Linked DNA regions of Mus musculus: region 2 is linked to region 1. Evidence: chromatin contacts called from public HiChIP or PLAC-seq data. All regions are on one chromosome and are shown on one strand. Each heading gives the region's core, a stretch centred on a gene start, on an enhancer-like site or on the middle of the called end of the contact. The rest is flanking DNA. Distances are from core to core; before and after follow the strand shown.

Region 1 (6,497 bases), core at 3,314-5,813:
TCTACTGCACTGTTATTTTTGTATGGTTTCCGGTCTTGAAAAAAAATCTGACCTCTGCCTTACACTACACATAAGTGGGTAGGTGGGGCGATGGGGCCAAAGAAAGGTGTCAGTTTGATTCTTCACAAAGGACTAAAGCCACAGATGCCCAGCTATAAACAGAAGGGGAGCAGCTTGTGGAAAACTCAGAAATAAACAGGAGGAAATGAAAGCCTTGTGAGATCCAGAGCCCTGGGGCAGCAGCATAGCAAGGCAGTGGTCCTCGCCTGTTGCGCATCTCCACAGCTGGGGGTATTTCCCTTCTGTCTGAGGCAGGATGCTAGAAAGGGTTCCAGCACATCCATGCATACGCTCATCACTCCTGGTCCTGTAAGGCTTACAGCCACTGCAGAGTTATAGTCTAAACGGGTTTGAGATCTGCATAGTAGCTTGGCTTTAAAAAATGACTCTGCTTGGCTTGCTAGGAACATGCAGGGTCTTAAAGCCAGGAGCTATCTTAGGGATGCCGAAAAAAGGACCCCACAGACATCTTGCTGCGCTGGCTCAGTGGGTGGTTCTAAGGAGCCAAAGGTAGCTCACTGACACAGACACGCTAAATGTTACAGCATGGGGGAACACAGAGAATGCCACCCCCAAGACCTGGGAGGCATAGGACTGCCATCTACGACTGGGACATGACTAGTCACATATGTTTTTTGTCTGAGTGTTAAAGTTACAGGGTGGGGTTGCAAGAAAGCAGGTTGGTGCATGAAGATATCTTTCAACCCACTACATCCAGACAGTAATAAAGGAAGAAAAAAAAAGAGGGAGAGAATTCCTAAGGTATTAAGAGCACCATTAAAAGATCAGATGTTTGCGTGATTGGCAAACCCTGAGAGTAAATGTATTGACTAGAAGATACACATGTATGAAGTCATCACTTAATTAAAAACCCCACTCATGGGCTGGCAAGATGGCTCAGTGGTTAAGAGCACTGACTGCTCTTCCGAAGGTCCTAAGTTCAAATCCCAGCAACGACATGGTGGCTCACAACCATCTGTAATCAAATCTTACACCCTCTTCTGGTGTGTCTAAAGACAGCTACAGTGTACTTATATATAATAATAAATAAAATCTTTTTTTAAAAAAACCCAGTCATTCAAATAATAATAGAAAACCTGTTCGCTCTCGGGAAAGACACGAGCACCACATTGGCTGGTTTTATGTGTCAACTTGATACAAGTTAGAGTCATCAAAGAGGAAGGGATTTCAGCTGAGGAAATGTCTCCATGAGATCCAGCTGTAAGGCATTTTCTTAACTAGTGATCACTGGGGGAGGGCTGGCCCATGGTAGGTGGCGCCATCCCTGGGTTTTATAAGGAAGGGGGCTGAGCAGGCCATGTGAAGCAAGCCAGCAAGCAGAGCCCCTCCATGGCTTCTGCATCAGCTCCTGCCTCCAGGTTCCTGATCTGAGTCCATCCCCTGAATTCCTTTAGTGATGAACAGCAACGTGGAAGTGTAAGCTGAATAAACCCTTTCCTTCCCCAAACTTGCTTCTTGGTCATGGTATTTTGTTGCAGCAATAAAAACCCTAAGACGAAAGCACCTACAGGTGGACACCCGACAGAGCTGACTGAAAACATGGCTCAGTGGCCAGATTGTAGCCGAAAGTTCAGGGCAGAATGTTAGATCCCACCGGAGTAACGTGGCAAGTCACTTTAAGGGCACTCCTGTTTGACTGCCAGCAGGCTTCTCAGCAGGGACACTATAGGCTAGGAAATAGAGGATGCTGTTTTTTATTGTGAAAATAAAGTTAAATGAAAACTAATTGCCAATCAAGGTTGACATAGCCAGAAAGTCTATCTTAAGAACAGAAGAAAGTCTATTCTAAAGTCGGTTCAAGGTAGAGGGACACTAAGAGAATTGAAGACCTTGGAGCAACATTCAGAAAGATGTTTTTCAGAACCAAGGGACAAAAGCAGAGCTTCCAAGAAGTTCCAAGGTGAGCACCAACTGAGCGGGTTCAAGACCTTAGAAACCATGCGTAAGGGACTCTGTCATGTAGACATGGATGAAAGAGAAAGAGCATGAAGATACAGTAAAGACACTAGTCTAACTGGAGTAGAGAACACAGGTGAGAGCAGAGAATAATCAAACACGAACAATACACTAGACCATCAAGCCATAAAGAGTAAACCAACCCACTATTGCATATGCCAGAAAGATTTTTGCTGAAGGGACCCTGATATAGCTGTCTCATATGGCAAATACAGAAGTGGATGCTCACAGTCACCTATTGGATGGAACACAGGGCCCCCAATGGAGATGCTAGGGAAAGTACCCAAGGAGCTAAAGGGGTCTGCAACCCTATAGGTGGAACAACAATGAACTAACCAGTACCCCCAGAGCTCATATCTCTAGCTGCATATGTAGCAGAAGATGGCCTAGTTGGCCATCATTGGGAAGAGAGGCCCCTTGGTATTGCAAACTTTATATGCCTCAGTACAGGGAAATGCCAGGGCCAAGCAGGGGGAGTGGGTGGGTAGGGGAGCAGGGTGGAGGGAGGATATAGGGAACTTTCGAGATAGCATTTGAAATGTATATAAAGAAAATATCTAATGAAAAATAAATAACAAAAAAGAGCAAACCAACCAACCAACCAAACAAACAACCAATCAAAATAAAAGAGTATCTCAAATGAGGTAATTTTTTAAAAATCACAGGAATAAGTCCCTATTTTCCACCAATAACTTGAGTGTAAATGGTCCCAGTTGCTCATTTACAATATGTATGCACAGACTGGCTGAAAGGGTTATGACCCAACACTGTGCTGAGAGGACAAAAAAAAAAAAGAATTCAAAATCAAAATCAATTGTAGTTGAGTAGTTGTGCTCACAACTGACAGAGCAGACTTTCAGACAGACAGTGAGACAGGAAAAGATGGTCACTGAGTTGTGGTCAAGAGAGCAAACCAACAGGATAGCATTACAAGACTATGGATAACTCAATGTTAAAATGATTTGATTTTAAAGTGTGTGTGTGTGTCTGTCTGTCTGTCGGTCTCTGTGTCTCTGTATGAGTGTGTCTGTATGTGTGTATGTGTGTGCAGTGTCCCCAGAGGCCAGAAGAGGGCGTTGGGTCCCCTAAGCTGGAGTTACAGGTGCTTGTGAGTGGCCCAATGTGGATGCTGTACACTGAATTTCAGTCCTCTGCAAGAAGGATAATGTGTTCTCAATGGCTGAGCCAACACTCCAGCCTAAGATCTAAGATTATATGTATGTAGTATGTATGTATGTATGTATGTATGTATGTATGTATGTATAAACACAGGTAGACCTACAGACAAGCTCCCGTAAATGATACTTGGGCATTTACATCCTATCCTTACTAATGGATTCACTATTCAAACCCTTTCAAAAGAGCAACAAAGAAGCATAAATTATTCTATAGGTCAAAGCACTCAACCGAAATGCATAGAACACTCTATCCAGCAGCCGCAGAGTGGGGATTCTTTTAAGTAGCACATGGAACCTGCTCCAAAGTGGAGCATGTATTAAATCACAAAGCAAAACACTCACACCGTGGAGCCCTCAGAGACCTGCCGGGAACAGGACTTCTGCGAGGCGTGATCTCCATCCTTACCAGGGCTGGCCCTCAACAAAACTGCACTTCCTAAATTAGCAGAATAACGAGAGCCATCAGCACAATGGGAAAGACAGTGTGTTGCTTAGAGCTGTCACGTTGATTTTTCCAGGGACAGCCATTGGAAGGAAGAGCTACCTAGAGACCGACATTCAAATTACATGCTCAGCTCCGAGGAAACGGAAAAACAAAATATTTACCATTAAGAAACGAAAACAAATAGTGCTTTGGGAGTTAGGAGTGCCTACTTTACTAAAACACAAACGTCCACTCGAATGCATTGAAAATGTCTTAAAAAAAAAAAACATGGAAATGCTCTCTGGGTTGCTGGCTGAACTATATATAGCACCTATGAGCAATCTTGCTATGACCTCAGTGTTGATACTGGGAGTTTTATCAATGTAGCATTGTGTGACACAATCTGTATCAATATTTATTCTTCTGCAAAATGGCTGCTTATGGGAGGAATTTGCCCAAATGGTCACAGTCTGATAGATGGCTGTTATTCTTTGTTTGTTATAGATACAGTCAGAAACTGGGCGCCTGGGTTTCACCCTGTGTCTTTCCTCGTATTTATCTGTGTTTCATGAAGTACATCCTTTTAGACTGCCCCACATCAGAAGACCCACTCTCCAACCAGCCAGTCGGTCTAGTTGCTGGCAACCTCAGAGAATCACTGACAAAGGTAACACTTTCTTTAGCAAGGGAAATTCTACACACAGTGATGGCTGAATACTATTGCAATCCAGAATTTAGGGTTTCTTAGTGCATTCTACTATAAATATACAAAATAGGTCTTCTCCCCTCAAAGCTGGTTTATAGTTATACCAATTTTAATTTTTATATGTGTATGAGTGTTTTGTGTGCATGTATGTAGGAATGCCACATGCATGCAGTGCCTATAGAGGCCAGAAGAGGGCAATAGATCCCCAGAACTGCTGTGAGTTGCCTTGGTGTTGGGGACCAAACTTGGCTTCTCTGTAAGAGCTGACAGTGCTCCTATCCACTGAGCCATCTCTCTAGGCCCTGAATTTATACTGTTAAAAAACATTCTCTCATTTGGGCACGCAATATATGTCACAGCAGGTTGAAAGGCCGGTACCTCTGCCTTCATTTTATATCCCACCATTGCTGTTTTTAACTCTGAGTGCAAGACAGGTTACTTACTGGCTGGGTGGTGGTGTTTACAAGACAACTGGTAGGAGCTATCTCATCTTATCTCTCTTCAAGGCCAAAGGTACCTAGACACACAGAGGTGGGGCCCGGGGAGGGGCAGGGAAGGGTTTCAGAGGCATCTAAGGTCTCCAGTCCTGAGCCAGAAGTCACCCCGGATTACAGGAACAACAGCCACATGTCAGGCTACCCTCTAAAAGAGGGCAGATATCGCTGGTGGGGAGGTGTGCCCTGGAGCAGGGCCTAGAAGCTTGTGTTTTTTAGCTTGCTCCATCCAAAGAGGACAGTGATAACCCGTTCAACAACCTTGCAGAGGCAGAACTGAGGTACAGAGCAAGCCAGCTCACACCTCAATCTGCAGTGCTTTGTCACGCACAGCTCTTGCACCCCGCCCTAGTTTGTCTACTATTTAAACGGAAAGTTCAGGTCAGTTCCCCGAAGATAGGCTTGGGGGGCCGGGAGGGGGGTGTCACTGGACCCCATTCTCAGTTGTTCTACTCAACGTGGCCACATTGGTTAAACTTCCCTGTTCTGTTCCTTCATTAGTTGGGACATATTGGGATGGACAGATGGCTGAGCCCAGTCCACAGGACCCCACCCCCACCCCCGAGCTTGTACCTTTGCGCTAAAATTCCAGTAGTGGGGTTGGGGGGGGGGCGGACACAGAGTTCCAGAAAGTTGCTCAGGTGAAGCCAGAGCCTTACAGACAGACACACATCCTAAACAGGTGAACGACCTGGAATGTCTGTCTCTCTGCATCTTCCACAAACCCTTAAGGTGCCATAGCCAGGGGCTATCTGGAGGTGGGTCCTATGGGCTGAATTTGTGCTGCTCCTGAGCCACGATGTTCCATACCTTCTCAGTTTTAGACTCATGGATATTTCGCAGTACTGCCTTGGCAGGTGGGGTGACCGGGACATAAACACCTGAGAGGTGCAGACTGCTTCATGGGAAGGAATTGGAGGGTGCTGCTACCGAGAATCAGCCTTCTGAGACCAGGTATATGAAACGCCCTGTGTGGCTCTGGAGGCATGCCAGGGCTGAGGACAGCAGGAAACAGATTGTTTGATACCCATGTCTTTTCCTAGAACAAAATTTTGGGTTCCTTTGTCTCCTTATCCCTTCCCTGGGGGAGATCTGGGGATCCACTGGAACTCTGGCTATACCCAGCTCTTCACCCCCGCTCCCCCAAATCCCCAACCAGCTATACACACTACAGAAAACCACAACCAAATGAAATGCAGAACTGTGGAGTCCAGTCACAACGGACACATCTTTGAAAACACTCCCACACCTAAGGTTCACGGAACATCAGGATGGGAAGCCCAGAAAGACTCAGAGTCAGAGGATCAGGGGATATGCTGTGATATTGTGTCCCCTGGTGATATTAGAAGCTACACCCAAAGTCTCACCAACATGACCGTCTAAATGCATGCCGAACAAGGTCTATGCCAACGGACAAGCCCAAGGGGACAGGAGAGAGCCCAAGAGGCCTCAGTCGTACATGAAGAGCTACAGGCACCTGAAGGAAATTAGGAGTGAGAGACATGACTTTCCCCGCGGAAGAGCACGCCGATTGGTTGCCCAGTGCCAAATACTCAATCCTGAAAACAGACAAATAACAGTGCACAGTCTAAGCAGGTCATAGTTCAGAATAAATATGTATATGGATGTAATAACAATAAAAGAGAGGCCATAGATTT
Region 2 (5,723 bases), core at 2,277-4,776, 130 kb after region 1:
CAAATCAATGGCTCCCTTGACAGAAACTAGGCCATTCGTAAGTTGTAATGGGCAAAAAACCATGGTTCTTTCATGGGTTTTTTTAGACATTGTCAGAGCATACTGAAATATCTTTCTCATATATATATATATATGTATACACACACACACAAACATATATGTGTGTCTGTGTGTGTGTGTGTGTGTGTATCTCCAAGTTCTGGATGATTGTTTTTGTAATGACAATTAAGGTTGGGGCTACTGAGCAAATTCTTCCACCAAGCGGAGCTAGGACCTAAGTCCTCTCTCGCCCTCTAACTCTAAGCTTCTTCTGATTGACAGGAACCTGGGAAGGAGACGGCACTAATCTGCCCTCTGGCCCTTGGCAACAGCAGGGAGATAGGTCGGAGCACCAGGTAGCTTCTCCCATGACTGACTCATGACACAGTTTCTCTGACTCACTCAAGGAGCCCTCCAGCTGAGCCATGGGGAAACTGAAGAATCTCACGAGAGAGAGAGAGAGAGAGAGAGAGAGAGAGAGAGAGAGAGAGAGAGAGAGAGAGAGAGAAAGGAAGCCAAAAGAAGTGACCACAGACCCATCATGGGTGGGCGCGCTTGCCTTCCAAGTCCAGGTTTCAGAGGACCCGGCTCAGAGCTCTCTACCTCACATGATGGGCTGTTAGGCACAGCAGGTATAGACAGTTCCCTGTTAAGTGTGCAAGGTGGTGGGAAGAGGATGAAGATGGCTTCTTAGCCAAGCCAGCTGTCAATGAACTACAGAGACTAAACAGTCTGTCACACTGTCAAGAGATAAGGTATAGCCTAGAGAAATGGGAAAATTTAGAAGCCAGGAGAAGAACTAGCTCTTCCCTCATCCTAAGCCATGCACAGACACACTGTGCGCTAGGTTTCATTACAGTGTGCTGGCAGCTGTCAGGAAATCTCCTTCCCAGAAGGCCTCTGGGCACTACACATATAACACATTTCCAATAGAGGCGAGGCCATCTGCAGGAAGGGAGGAACGGCTGTGGGGCGCCAATGCCCTTCGTGGAAATGCTCTTCTTCACAGTTACCCAGTGTTCAAATTGTCAAGATTTCTTGTTTGGAAATTACACTCGACATTCATATTTCCTTAGGAAATTGGGAGGAAGATGGCTCATTAGCGTTCTGAATAATCTAAGAGAACAGTAATTCTGTCCCATCACAGGCCTTTCTTTCTTGTCCTTGGTGAGATGATGAAAAGGGACATGCCGTTCCCCTTTCGGGACAGCTGTGAATGGAGAGCTGAAGAAGACTGTGAGGAGACAGAGAGAGGGTCAGGGCGAGGCTGTGAATGCACAGCATTGTACTGTGCGTGCAGGGAAAGGGCGGTGGTGTCTCGACCCTTCTCTTCATGGCCAGCGCTTGCTTTCCGTCGCTGGGGATCTAATATCTGAGATGAGACACTCTCACATAGTCAGACCACGGATTGACAGCACCGAGTGAGAAGCCGCAGGAGTGGGGAGGGGAACCAAAACAAAAGAGACAGGCTGACACTCCCAGAACCCAGGACACAGAAAGATACAGTTGGCCCTCTGCACCTGTGGATCCAGCCATCTGTGGCTGAAAATACCCAGGAAAAAGTTTCATCTGTATTAACTATGTAGGCCATTTCCTTTCTGCCATTGCCTAATGGGACAGCATAACTTCTCTAGCCCTAGCAACCCTATGGCAGGAGGTATTCTAGCTCACTTAGACACAATGAGGACTGCGTTGGAGAGTGTGCACACATAGAGTGCAAAATAAATAAATAAATGAATGAATAAGGTGCTTGTTATCTATGGGAGATCGGCACCGACACTCCACAGGGGAAGGGAGACAACTGTAGGTTCTTAAGAATTAATAACCACATGCTGGAGAGATGGCTCAGTGGTTAAGAGCACCGCCTGCTCTTCCAGAAGTCCTGAGTTCAATTCCCAGCAACTACATGGTGGCTCACAACCATCTGTCATGGGATCTGATGCCCTCTTCTGGTGTGTCTGAAGACAGCAATGGTATACTGATATACATTAAAATAAATAAATCTTAAAAAGAGAGAATTAATAATCACATAGCCAGTGAAAATTGGAGGATGTCAAGAGGAGAAACAGAGATTTTTTTAAAAAAAAGATACACCCTATAAACATCAATTATAGAAAGCTGCTACATGGTTTGGGTCTTGTTATCCCCCCCCCCCCCCTTAGGCTCATATGTGCCAGCTTGGTGCTATTGAAGGGTAGGGAAACTCTGTGACGTGTGCTCTAATAAATGAAGCATACATATCATCCCTCCAGGGTTCAGGGAAGACCTGGGAAAAGGATAGGGAGAGAGTGTAAGAGTCAGAAGTCAGGAAGGAGCTGAGAGAGACAATGTCTCCGGGATAGGACCTCTACATTTGTGGACTCTCAGGAGCCAAGGTTGACTGCTCAAGACCGGCACAAAATCAAGCCAGGCAACATTGTAGCACAGCAGTGGGAGGGGTTCATGAACTCTCACCCCTCGCTGAAGAGTTCTTGACAGTTCATGGCTACAGAGCTAGGCAGGGCCTGTTTTCTTTAAGGGTGTGGCCATGCTTCTGTGGGCCGGTCGCCTACCACTTCTGCAGATGCGGGCAGCACAAACTGCACTGGGTAGCTTAGAAAAATAACAGGACATAAAGTCAGAAGGGAGACAGTTCTGGGAGGAGTTAGTAGGGGGAGTGGTGTGTGAATAGGACTGAAATATATTGCATGTATTGTATGACCTTCTCAGTGAGCTGAAAAATATTATATTATAAAAATAAGTTTGCCCTAGTGGTATGGTAAGTCTCAGGCCAACAAGATATGCCTTTAAGGTGTGTGTGTGTGTGTCCTGTAGGAGGCACATTCCCACCCCTCTCTCTTTCTTCCCAGTCACTGCTGGTTTTTCCCTGATAGACACCCCACCATGTGTTGCTTATCTCGGGCCCAAAGTAATAAGGCCAACTGCTTATTGATAAGAAGCGCACTAACTGTGAACCCAAGTTTGTCTCAGGTATTTGTTATAGTCCTGGAGAAGATGACTAACGTAGTTGGAGCTGGTATTCCAGAGCCAGGCAGTCAGCCCTGAGGCTGGAGACATTGTTTCATAATTTCTTTATTGGGCTCGTGTATTTTATATCTCACACAACCTGATAAGAATGTAAATGTGTTTTGTTCCGAAGCTCCTGGCTGCTCCTTCATTTCTGTCTGACCAAGGAACACACACCAAAGTCAGGATCTAGCCCGTTTGTCCCCGAAACAGGAAGGAACCAAGTTTTGATTCCCCACAGCACCGTCAGCTCCTTCAACCACACAGTGATCGTCTTGAGACAGAGTCTTGCTATGTAGCCCAGGCTGGCCTCGAACCTTGCTATCTTCCTACCTCAGCATCTGGACTGCTGGAATTTCAGTGTGAACCATCACACTCAGAGCAACAAGTTTCTGTCTGTCTCTTCCTCTCTTTTGCTCTGCCTAAGAGTAGCTTTATTTTAAATTGTGTAGGTATGCAGAAGTATGTGAGTGTAGATACCCACAGTGGCCACAAGAGGGCATGAGATTCCCTTGGATCTTGAGCGCAAGCTGTGGTGAGCAGCCAGGCACCAAATGGGTGGGTCTTCTGCAAAACCAATACCTGCTCTTAACTGCTGAGCTATTGCTGCATTTCCCAACAAGTTTTTCTTGATAATTTACCTTGGGTGAACTGAGAACAGGAACTTTATGAGCCCAGTAACCAGTGGTTCCTCATGTTAGCTGTTTCAAACCAGCAAGAAGATGGCAAAGAGGACCAGACCTCTAGTATATAGTCCACCCACCAACCCGGCCACCACTGGTGCTTCAGAAATGAACAGGAAACCCTTGCACCGGCCAGGACCTGTAAGAGAGCTAACAGGTCTCCACAAATGACTGTGACCTTTCAGGATGCCAGGGAGGCTCTGACTCAGACATCCTCTATGCCTAGACATACTATAGAAGTGGCTACAGCCAGAATCTGAGGAAGTGAGGCTCCATTCAGCCCCACTAGGATGTGTGAGTCTGCAGGTGCTAGACCACAAGGAGGAGCCAGTGTTCTTGGCTGGGGCGAGGCACAGCAAGGTCAGGATCACAAGCATTGGCTTTGAAATACCAGAGTGTAGACTTCTTGCAGACCTGCCATGAGAAAGTGAGGGTGGGTGTGGCCAAAGCTGAGGGAGGGCTGGGACTTATGGGATGGAGGCTGGGTTCACAGTAGTTCACCGAGCATCATGTGATGGGCATCCTAGAATGCCAGGTCATTCCTTTCTTTGCTACGAAGAGACACTTGTAGAGATCTAGGTCTCTGAGATTCTGTCTGTCTCAGGGATTCCAAATCCAGTCAAATCCGGAGTTCTTCCCTGTCCTCCCCACGTTCCAATGCAGCCTCAGGCCTCTGCAGTTCCTATTAGAAATTAGTAAAAGGGGGCCCACTTAGGGTACAGTTCTGAGGATGCCTGCCTTGGTGAGGAGTTTAGACTGGATTTCAGGCTCTTCTCTGACTTAGCAAAGAGAGACTGAGTGTGGGGGAGGAGCTGGGTTATAAAGCAGGAAAATGGGGACTTGGTTGCCTAACATTGAACCTGTGGGTGTATGCGTGTGTGTGTGTGTGTGTGTGTGTGTGTGTGTGTACATGTGCGTGCGTGTGTGCGTGCATGTACACCAGAAGAGTGCACCAGAAGAGTGTGTTGGATCCCCTGGAGCTAGGGTTTCAGGCAGTTGTGAGTCACCCGATGATGGTATTGGGAATTGAACTCTGGTCTTCAGCAATAACAGCAAGCACTCAACTGAAGAGCCCTCTCTTAGGCCCTTTAGTATTGTGTCCTTTAAAGATGAAGGCTGAATAGTGCAGCATGCTAAAGGGCTCAGGTGAGCTGACTGTAACATGCTGGTCACAATAATAGACCCATGAAGAATAGCCCTACCCGTCAGGGCAGTGCAGATCTCCAGGAATTTTCATTTCCTGAAACCACTATGCCTAAAGTAAACGAGGCCGCTGATCCAAACATCATTGGAGGGCACAGGGCAACCTGGATGATCAGACCTTGATGGTGGTGTGCTAGGATTTCCACGTGTCTGCGGAGCACCACAGGCTGGATGGATGCAAGAGCAGAAATATATCTGCTTCAGTTTGGAGGCTGGAAGACCAAGGCGAAGGAATCAAGGGGGGGTGAGGTGTTTTCCTCCATGATCTTACTTGTTCAGTTAAAAAATATTAAATATGCTCTGTGTGTGTGTGTGTGTGTATGTGTGCGCGCGCGTGCGTGTGCGTGCAAGGGCATGTGTGGGCCGTGGAACATGTATAGAGGTCAGAGGATAGCTTTCAGGTTCTCTCTTTCCATGGGACCACACTCGGGTGGTCAGGTACCTTTATCCACTGAGCCATCCCGCTGGCCCTCCTGTTTGCTTTTTCCAGTTCTGGCGGCTGGATCCCCGGCCTTACATGGCTAGGCAAATGTGCCACCTCCTTAGCCCATCTTACCAATGAAGGGTACAAACTTTTAGGTGGCTATTTTCTACCTCTGTCTCATCTGGCCCTCCCTCTGTGTTCAGATGTCCTCATTTCAAGTAACGACACCATTCATGCGGGGGTTGTACACACACTATTAACCTTAGTGATCTCTCCAGAGACATTGCCGTAAGAAGAAGTCACATTCCGAGGAGCTGCTGACTGGGTTTCCGGTATACGGGGGCACCAATGAGAAACTATCCGAAGTG

What was found. HiChIP or PLAC-seq counts read pairs in DNA pulled down with a chosen protein or histone mark.
Region 2: an H3K4me3 HiChIP or PLAC-seq map of intestinal villus epithelium shows a contact between it and region 1, with 5 read pairs. The contact joins two enhancer-like sites. A contact is called at or near these places in 1 of 15 datasets of contacts at CTCF or cohesin (embryonic stem cells), 35 of 484 Hi-C or Micro-C datasets (the AML12 cell line, the Ba/F3 cell line, cerebellum and 14 more), 1 of 115 datasets of contacts at active chromatin or transcription factors (intestinal villus epithelium) and 1 of 9 other capture datasets (embryonic stem cells).

What each region holds. Positions count from the first base shown.
Region 1 is chr8:117,641,663-117,648,159 of GRCm38.p6, forward strand. No RefSeq gene overlaps it. Among named protein-coding and RNA genes, the nearest start is that of Sdr42e1, 29 kb to the right of the region's middle. Within about 2 kb of position 4,564, at least 27 of the 459 cell types and tissues checked have an H3K27ac peak or open chromatin away from gene starts, as enhancers often do. A contact at or near this core is called in intestinal villus epithelium, where this site is marked.
Region 2 is chr8:117,768,770-117,774,492 of GRCm38.p6, forward strand. Gm39261 (a long non-coding RNA gene) reads right to left here. Exons shown (of 4, transcript XR_879241.2): 3 at 5,617-5,723. Among named protein-coding and RNA genes, the nearest start is that of Gm39261, 4.8 kb to the right of the region's middle. Within about 2 kb of position 3,527, at least 39 of the 459 cell types and tissues checked have an H3K27ac peak or open chromatin away from gene starts, as enhancers often do. A contact at or near this core is called in intestinal villus epithelium, where this site is marked.